Linked DNA regions of Cricetulus griseus: region 2 is linked to region 1. Evidence: chromatin contacts called from public Hi-C data. All regions are on one chromosome and are shown on one strand. The core of a region is the stretch at or near the end of the contact, and the rest is flanking DNA. Distances in the headings are between cores, read along the strand shown.

Region 1 (3,119 bases), core at 285-2,784:
TCAAGGCCAGCCTGGTGTACAGAGCAAGTTGCAGGACAACCTCCAAAGCAATACAGAGAAACCCTGTCTCGAAAACCAAAAAAAAAAAACCAAACCAAACCAAACAAACAAAAACAAACCAAAGACAAAGAAAGAAAAAGAATGAGAGGTGTGTTAGCCGGGCAGTGGTGGCACACACTTTTAATCCCAGCACTTGGGAGGCAGAGGCAGGCGGATCTCTTTGAGTTGGAGACCAGCCAGCCTGGTTTACAAGAGCGAGTTCCAGGACAGGATCCAAAGCTATACAGGGAAACCCTGTCTTGAAAACATACCCCCCCCCAAAAAAAAAAAAAAAAAAAAAAAAAACGAACAAAAAGCAGAGGTGTGAATGTGAGGGCCTCCCACTCATTCCATATGGTGTTATTCAATCAAGGTCAAGCCAGCAGGCCTTTCTCTGGTTACAAGGGAAGCTATACACAGTCACAACTGTGTGTGTATATATTTTATTTTGAGCCATGTTTTCATATATCCCAGCCTGGCCTTCCTTGCTAGGTAACTGAGGATAACCTTGTCCTTCTGATACTCCTTGCCTCAGTCTCCCAAGTGCTGGGATAGGAGGTGTGTACCATGGCTTGTCACTTTATTTCAGAGGGGTTCTCCCTATACAGTCCAATCCAGTTTGGAGCTCAAGATCCTCCTGCCTCAGCCTTCCAAGTGCTGAGATTACAAGTGTTACCAAGCCTGGAATACTTGTTTATCTATTCTGTAAACTTCAAATCTTTTTAGAGCAGGGTACAAAGGGCCCGTGAGAAGGCTCAGTTGGTAAAGGTGCCCACTGATCTGAGTTGAGTCTCCAGAACTCACAAAAGTAGGAGAGGACAGACTCCAACAGGTTGTCTTCTGACCTCCACATCCACAATAGCTAATAAACGGTTAAAATATTAGGATAGTGCATAAAGTTTAAAAAGGCAGCAACCTAAAATCCAATAACCTATTTAACAATTACATGGAGCGCTTGGACAGCAGCCGAGTCTTCAGTAGGATCTCATAAACACAATCGCTAAGACTAAGTGCTATAATAAAGCGCCTGTAATATTTTAATAACTTCCTCTTCGAACCGTTCACTTATGATTGAATGTGTACTGAGAGTGGAACATGGAACCTGCAGGCAGCCGGCCACACAGGCGGCGCTCTGCATGGATCCCACCCGCAGAGTGCTCGTTCCTCCATCCATCCATTCATCCCTGGCCGGGCAGCGTTATCTCCGAGGCCCCGCCCACACCGCAGCAGCCTCCGCTTTACACGTGATCGCGGACCACCGTTCCCTCTGCCCCGCGTGGGTCAGGAAACGGCAGGCGTGCTCAGTCGGGACACCGGAAGGCGGCGGGCGCGGCGCTCGGCGCACGCGCAGAAGGCAGCAGGCGCCGCCAGGGGGCACTGCGGATGCCGTGGGGGAGGGGCGCGCCGCCGCGCGGGACCACGTGCGCACCACGTGGCGCCGGGCAGTCCGGGGGCCGTGGCAGGGTCGCCCTGTTGGCCACCCCACAGCCCGCGTGGGTGGCGGAAGCCGTTCTCGCCGTCTGCTCCCCGTGCCCGCTGACCTCTGACCTCCGACCTCACTGTCTTAGGGTTACCCCTCGCCGCCGGTCGCGCGGTGTGTTTATAAACAGAACTCCCGGTGGGAGCGAAACCCCGGATCGCTGGATTCAAACCCAGGGGAACGGAGCCTCCGCACATGCGCAACCGCGGCCACATTCGCGCATGCGCACCGAGGCCCGGCGCGGGTGGCTGTCCCCGCCCAGTGCGTCCTTGCGCAGTGCCGGGTGACTCTTCCGGGAAGTGGGGGCCGGAAGGTTAAGTAGTGACCACGCACGAGACAGAATGCTGTCTGCTTCTCTTGATCGTAGTGTCCCCAGTGGACACAGCGAACCTGGCAGCAGAGGATCCTGAGGAATCCGATTAGTACAACACGAGGAACGCGCGCGCATTGCATGTTTTATTTGAAAAATGGGAGGAAATTAACACTGTATGATGAGCCTCGAGGACGTTGTGCAAAAGGTGACTCACACTTGTAATCTCAGCAGCTGGGGATGCTGAGGCAGGATGACGAGTTCGAGACCAGCCGTAGGCTACATGAGCCTGCTTCTAAGAGGTCCCTGGAATAGTTAACAGTCACAGGAAGTAGAAAGGTGGCTTCAGGGATTAAGGAGGGGGAAATGAAAGTGTTTAATAGGGACAGAGTACTTTCTCGGGAAGTTAGGAAAGTTCTCGGCATGGAATGTACCGTGGGAATGTACTTTGCCACAGAAGACTGTTCTTAGAAACGGCTACGGTGTCCCGGCTGTGGCTTCGTGGGCAGAGTGCTTGCTTAGTATTGAACCCAAGACCACAAAACCAGGCATGGTAGTGCATTCCCGAAATCCCAGCCGGGTTCTGAAGTTTCTTACATGTCAGGTCGGGTGCTTGTTCCTTCTCACTGGGAGGATAATGTGCACCCTTTCTGTGAGCCACTGGGCTCTCACCTTTGTCCGTGTGAATCCTCCACCCTTAAACAATACCCAGTTTAAGCCCCTATTAGATTAGTCTCTTACCTCCCTAATACTAGCCTGGGGCTGCAGCCCTCACTCTCCGCCATCTCTGGTTTGTATTCATTTTATAAACGCGTTCTTGCTTACTAGACACTAGGTATTATGCAAGGAGGTAGGTGACCCACACAGGTAAGGACTTCACTTCAGGGACTTTCTACTCTAGTGGAGAAAATTGTTGACAAAGACAAAAATGTCAAGTGGTGACTGCTGAAAGAAAGGGTGATTTTAATTAAAATTTTATACATTTTTTTTAGATTTAAAAAATAATTTATTCTCATATATTACATACTGACCACAGTTTGTCCTTCCTCCTTACCTCCCAGTGCCTCTCCCTCTGTCCCCTCCCTGTCCATTCCTGCATTTCCCTTCAGAAAAGGACAGGCCTTTCAGGAATAGCAACCAAACATGGCATATAAAGTTGCAATAAGACTAGGCACCTCGGCTAGGTATTGGTGGCACACGCCTTTAATCCTAGTACTTGGGAGGCAGATGCAAGCGGATCTCTGTGAGTTCGAGGCCAGCCTGGTCTACAGAGTGAGTTCCAGGACAGGC
Region 2 (3,096 bases), core at 48-2,547, 80 kb before region 1:
CCCCTAGTGCAAATCTGGTGGTAAAGCCACCCTCTGGATACCCTGGGCGGAGTCACACCTGAGGGCGGAGCTACTCAGGGCAGCACTCAATTGAAAACTTGTAAGTTGTTCATTTTCTGCAATTTTCCACTTGATATTTTTGGACTGTGAGTAACTGAAACCACAAGCAAGTGAAACCAAGGCTGGGGGCGGGGCAGGGCAGGGCAGGGCAGGGCGGGACACTAGACTTCTAACGCAGACTGGATGCCCTCCAAACGCAAAAGATCTCTGGAGAGCAAAAGAGAATGGAGTTAGCCAGCAATAAAGTTGAACTGTGCTAAAGTTACATGACTAAAGGGGTCAGGACTCTGCAGTCGATGCTAACTAACCTTTGCTATTTGTTTATATGTAGAGGGAGGCTAGGCACTGCACGGATGAGTTAACTTTCCTGATCCGGCCATGTGGATTCTGGGAACTCCGTCCCCAGGAGTTCTTGGCAGCAAGTACCTTTATTCACTGAACCATTTTGCCATCCTTTTTTATCTGTATTTTAGAGATAGGGTCTCTCACTGAACCTAGAGCATCCTGTTTCAGCTAGACTGGCTGGCCAGGGGACCCCACAGCACTGGGGTTACAGACACGACACTGGCTTGGTTTTTACTGGGGCACAAACACAAACGAGCATTTTACCCATGGAGCTATCTCGCCTGCCCTTTTTGTTTGTTTAAGACAAGATCTCCTCATGTAGCACAGGCTTGCCTCAAATTTGCAATCTTCCTGCCTCTGCCTCAGAGTGCAGGGATTGCTGGCAAGTGCCCCATGCCTGGATCCACAAGTATTTTCATGGCTGCTTTTAGAAGTTTGCTTAAGTGTACCCCCAAGGAGCCTGGTTTACCCTGAGTAACCTCAGCAAATGACTAGCTCCTTGATTTCCTAAAATCACTTGCTCTTCACAGATAGAAAGGTCAAAACACTGTCGAAGCCGCGGTTTCTTTCAAAGAGCTCATTCATTTGCTGGGCGGAGCCCTGCAGGCGGGGAAAAGGACTCCACCCCCCAACTCCCCCCCTCCACACACACCACCTTCCGCCAAAAAAAAAAAAACAACAACAAAAAAAACCGACGTACACACCACTCAAACCACAGCGGAACAACCCGCCCTGGGAAACACGGAGACGCCCAGGCCGGCCAGCAAAGCGGAGCCAGGGTCGGGTGGGGGTGGAGTGGAGGCAAGGGGGCACGGGGCAGGTACCAATCCTTGGGATCCACTTCAGGGAGGGAGGAGCCCCAGATGGGAGGTCCCCCCAGGCCTCAGTGCCCAGGTCGGCCAATAGGGACCCACTAGCAAAGCTCACCAAATTAGGCAAGCTGACTGCATAGGGCGGGACCCAGGGCTGCTGGCTGGGAAGTCAGGCCCTTTCCCCAAGCCAGCCCCGCCCTGGCTCCCGCGGCTTGGGAAAGGAAGGCCAGGGTGTGTTTGTAAACATGAGGGCTCCACCTCTACACAGAAACTCGAACTGAAAAGGTCTTGGCAGGCGCGAACCTCAGGCCTCAGAGCTTCACAAAAGCTCAATGGAATTCCACAGTGCAGAGATAAACGGATGTCAACAGAGATCTTTTGTTGTGATACTTAAAGGTCCAGGGCAGGTCCCAAGCCACCACCTCAACAGGTGACCAAGAACCCAGTCCCCTTCCCCCATGGGGACTTGTGGGAACTCTGAGGAGACAAGGATCTGCTTCCTCTCAGCAGGAATACGGTAGACATAAAGACCACACTCCAAGGAAGTAATGGGGCCACCAAAGTACCAACTGCTCTGCAGAGGGGGCTAGGGTCTTCACAACCACTGTCCCACCTGACCAAAAGCCATACCAACGTCGTTTTGGTCAGGTTTTGTTTTTAAGACAGTCTCTTGTAATCTACGATGGCTTCAAGCTCTCTACATAGCTGAGGATAACACAGCTTCCTCCTGCTGCCACTTCCCCAGAGTGGGATTCGCATGCACCACAGTGCCTAGTGTTACACAGTGTTGGGGATAAACCCAGGGCTTCCCGTGTGCCAGACAGACACCCTACCAAGCCGGCAATCCCCAACTCCCACTACTGTTTTTATCTGGACAGACGAAGGACTATCTCTGAGTTTGAGGCCAGCCTGGTCTCCTTAGTGAGTTCCAGGTCAGCCAGGGCCACACAGTGAGATCCTGTCTCAAAAACAAACAATGCTAAAAATAATCCTATTCAATCCCATAATCTTGCACCCTAGTACTGGATATTGAGCCTAGAGCTTCCCCCAACCCCCTCTCTCGATTTTGAGATGAGGTCTCATTATGTAGGCCTGGTCTGTCTCTAAGACACTATGTAGACCAGGCTAGCCTTGAACTTCTATGGGATTCTCCAGCTTCTGCCCTCAAGTGCTGGTATTCCAGGCATGTACCATCATGCCCGACTAAACTCAGGGTCCCTTCCAGGATAAGGAAGTAATTGTTCCACCACCCAACTCATCCCACTCCTCTTTATTATAAGATGGGGTACCACTAAGTCACCTGGATTGGCCTTGAACATAAGCTTTTCCTAGAGTCACACTTTCAAGGTTGCCCCACCCGTTCCACGTGATTTCCTGTCTACCTAACAGGCTATAGCTTCCTTAACTGTTCTTGAGTACTGGGGGTAAGTGACATGACAGGAGCCACTGGGGCATCATAGTCTCTCATAGTGACCAAATCAGTTTACTAATCAAACATCCACTCCTGAAATCCTAGCACTTGGGAGCCTGAAGCAGGAGGATTACTTCAAAATTCAGGCCAGGCTAACTACAGTGTGAGACTGTCTCAAAAACCAAATCCGGGGCTCAGATAAGGGGGTAAAGATGCTTGCCATTAACCCTTACCACCTGAGTTTGACTGAGCCCCAGGATCCACATGATGGGAAGAGAAATGAACCCCCCAAAGCTGTTCTCTGACCTTCACATGCCTTCCCCAACAAACAATATGTCAATATAATTAAAAAAAAAAAAAACAAATGAAATGAAATCAAAACAAATCACGCATATAGAACACGCCTATTGCCCTGACTAACTGAGAACTATAAGGCAGGCTTGTCTTGGAACACATGGAATTTGGGTG

What was found. Hi-C and Micro-C count contacts between places; a contact is called where the count stands out from the background.
Region 2: a Hi-C map of the CHL-YN cell line shows a contact between it and region 1, with 2.9 times the contacts expected there. The contact joins two enhancer-like sites. A contact is called at or near these places in 2 of 8 Hi-C or Micro-C datasets (the CHL-YN cell line and liver).

The regions. Positions count from the first base shown.
Region 1 is chr4:78,941,871-78,944,989 of CriGri-PICRH-1.0, reverse strand. No RefSeq gene overlaps it. Among named protein-coding and RNA genes, the nearest start is that of Foxk1, 35 kb to the left of the region's middle. Within about 2 kb of position 1,534, at least 6 of the 6 cell types and tissues checked have open chromatin away from gene starts, as enhancers often do.
Region 2 is chr4:79,021,837-79,024,932 of CriGri-PICRH-1.0, reverse strand. All of the region lies in intron 2 of Foxk1 (forkhead box protein K1), which reads right to left. Among named protein-coding and RNA genes, the nearest start is that of Ap5z1, 23 kb to the left of the region's middle. Within about 2 kb of position 1,297, at least 6 of the 6 cell types and tissues checked have open chromatin away from gene starts, as enhancers often do.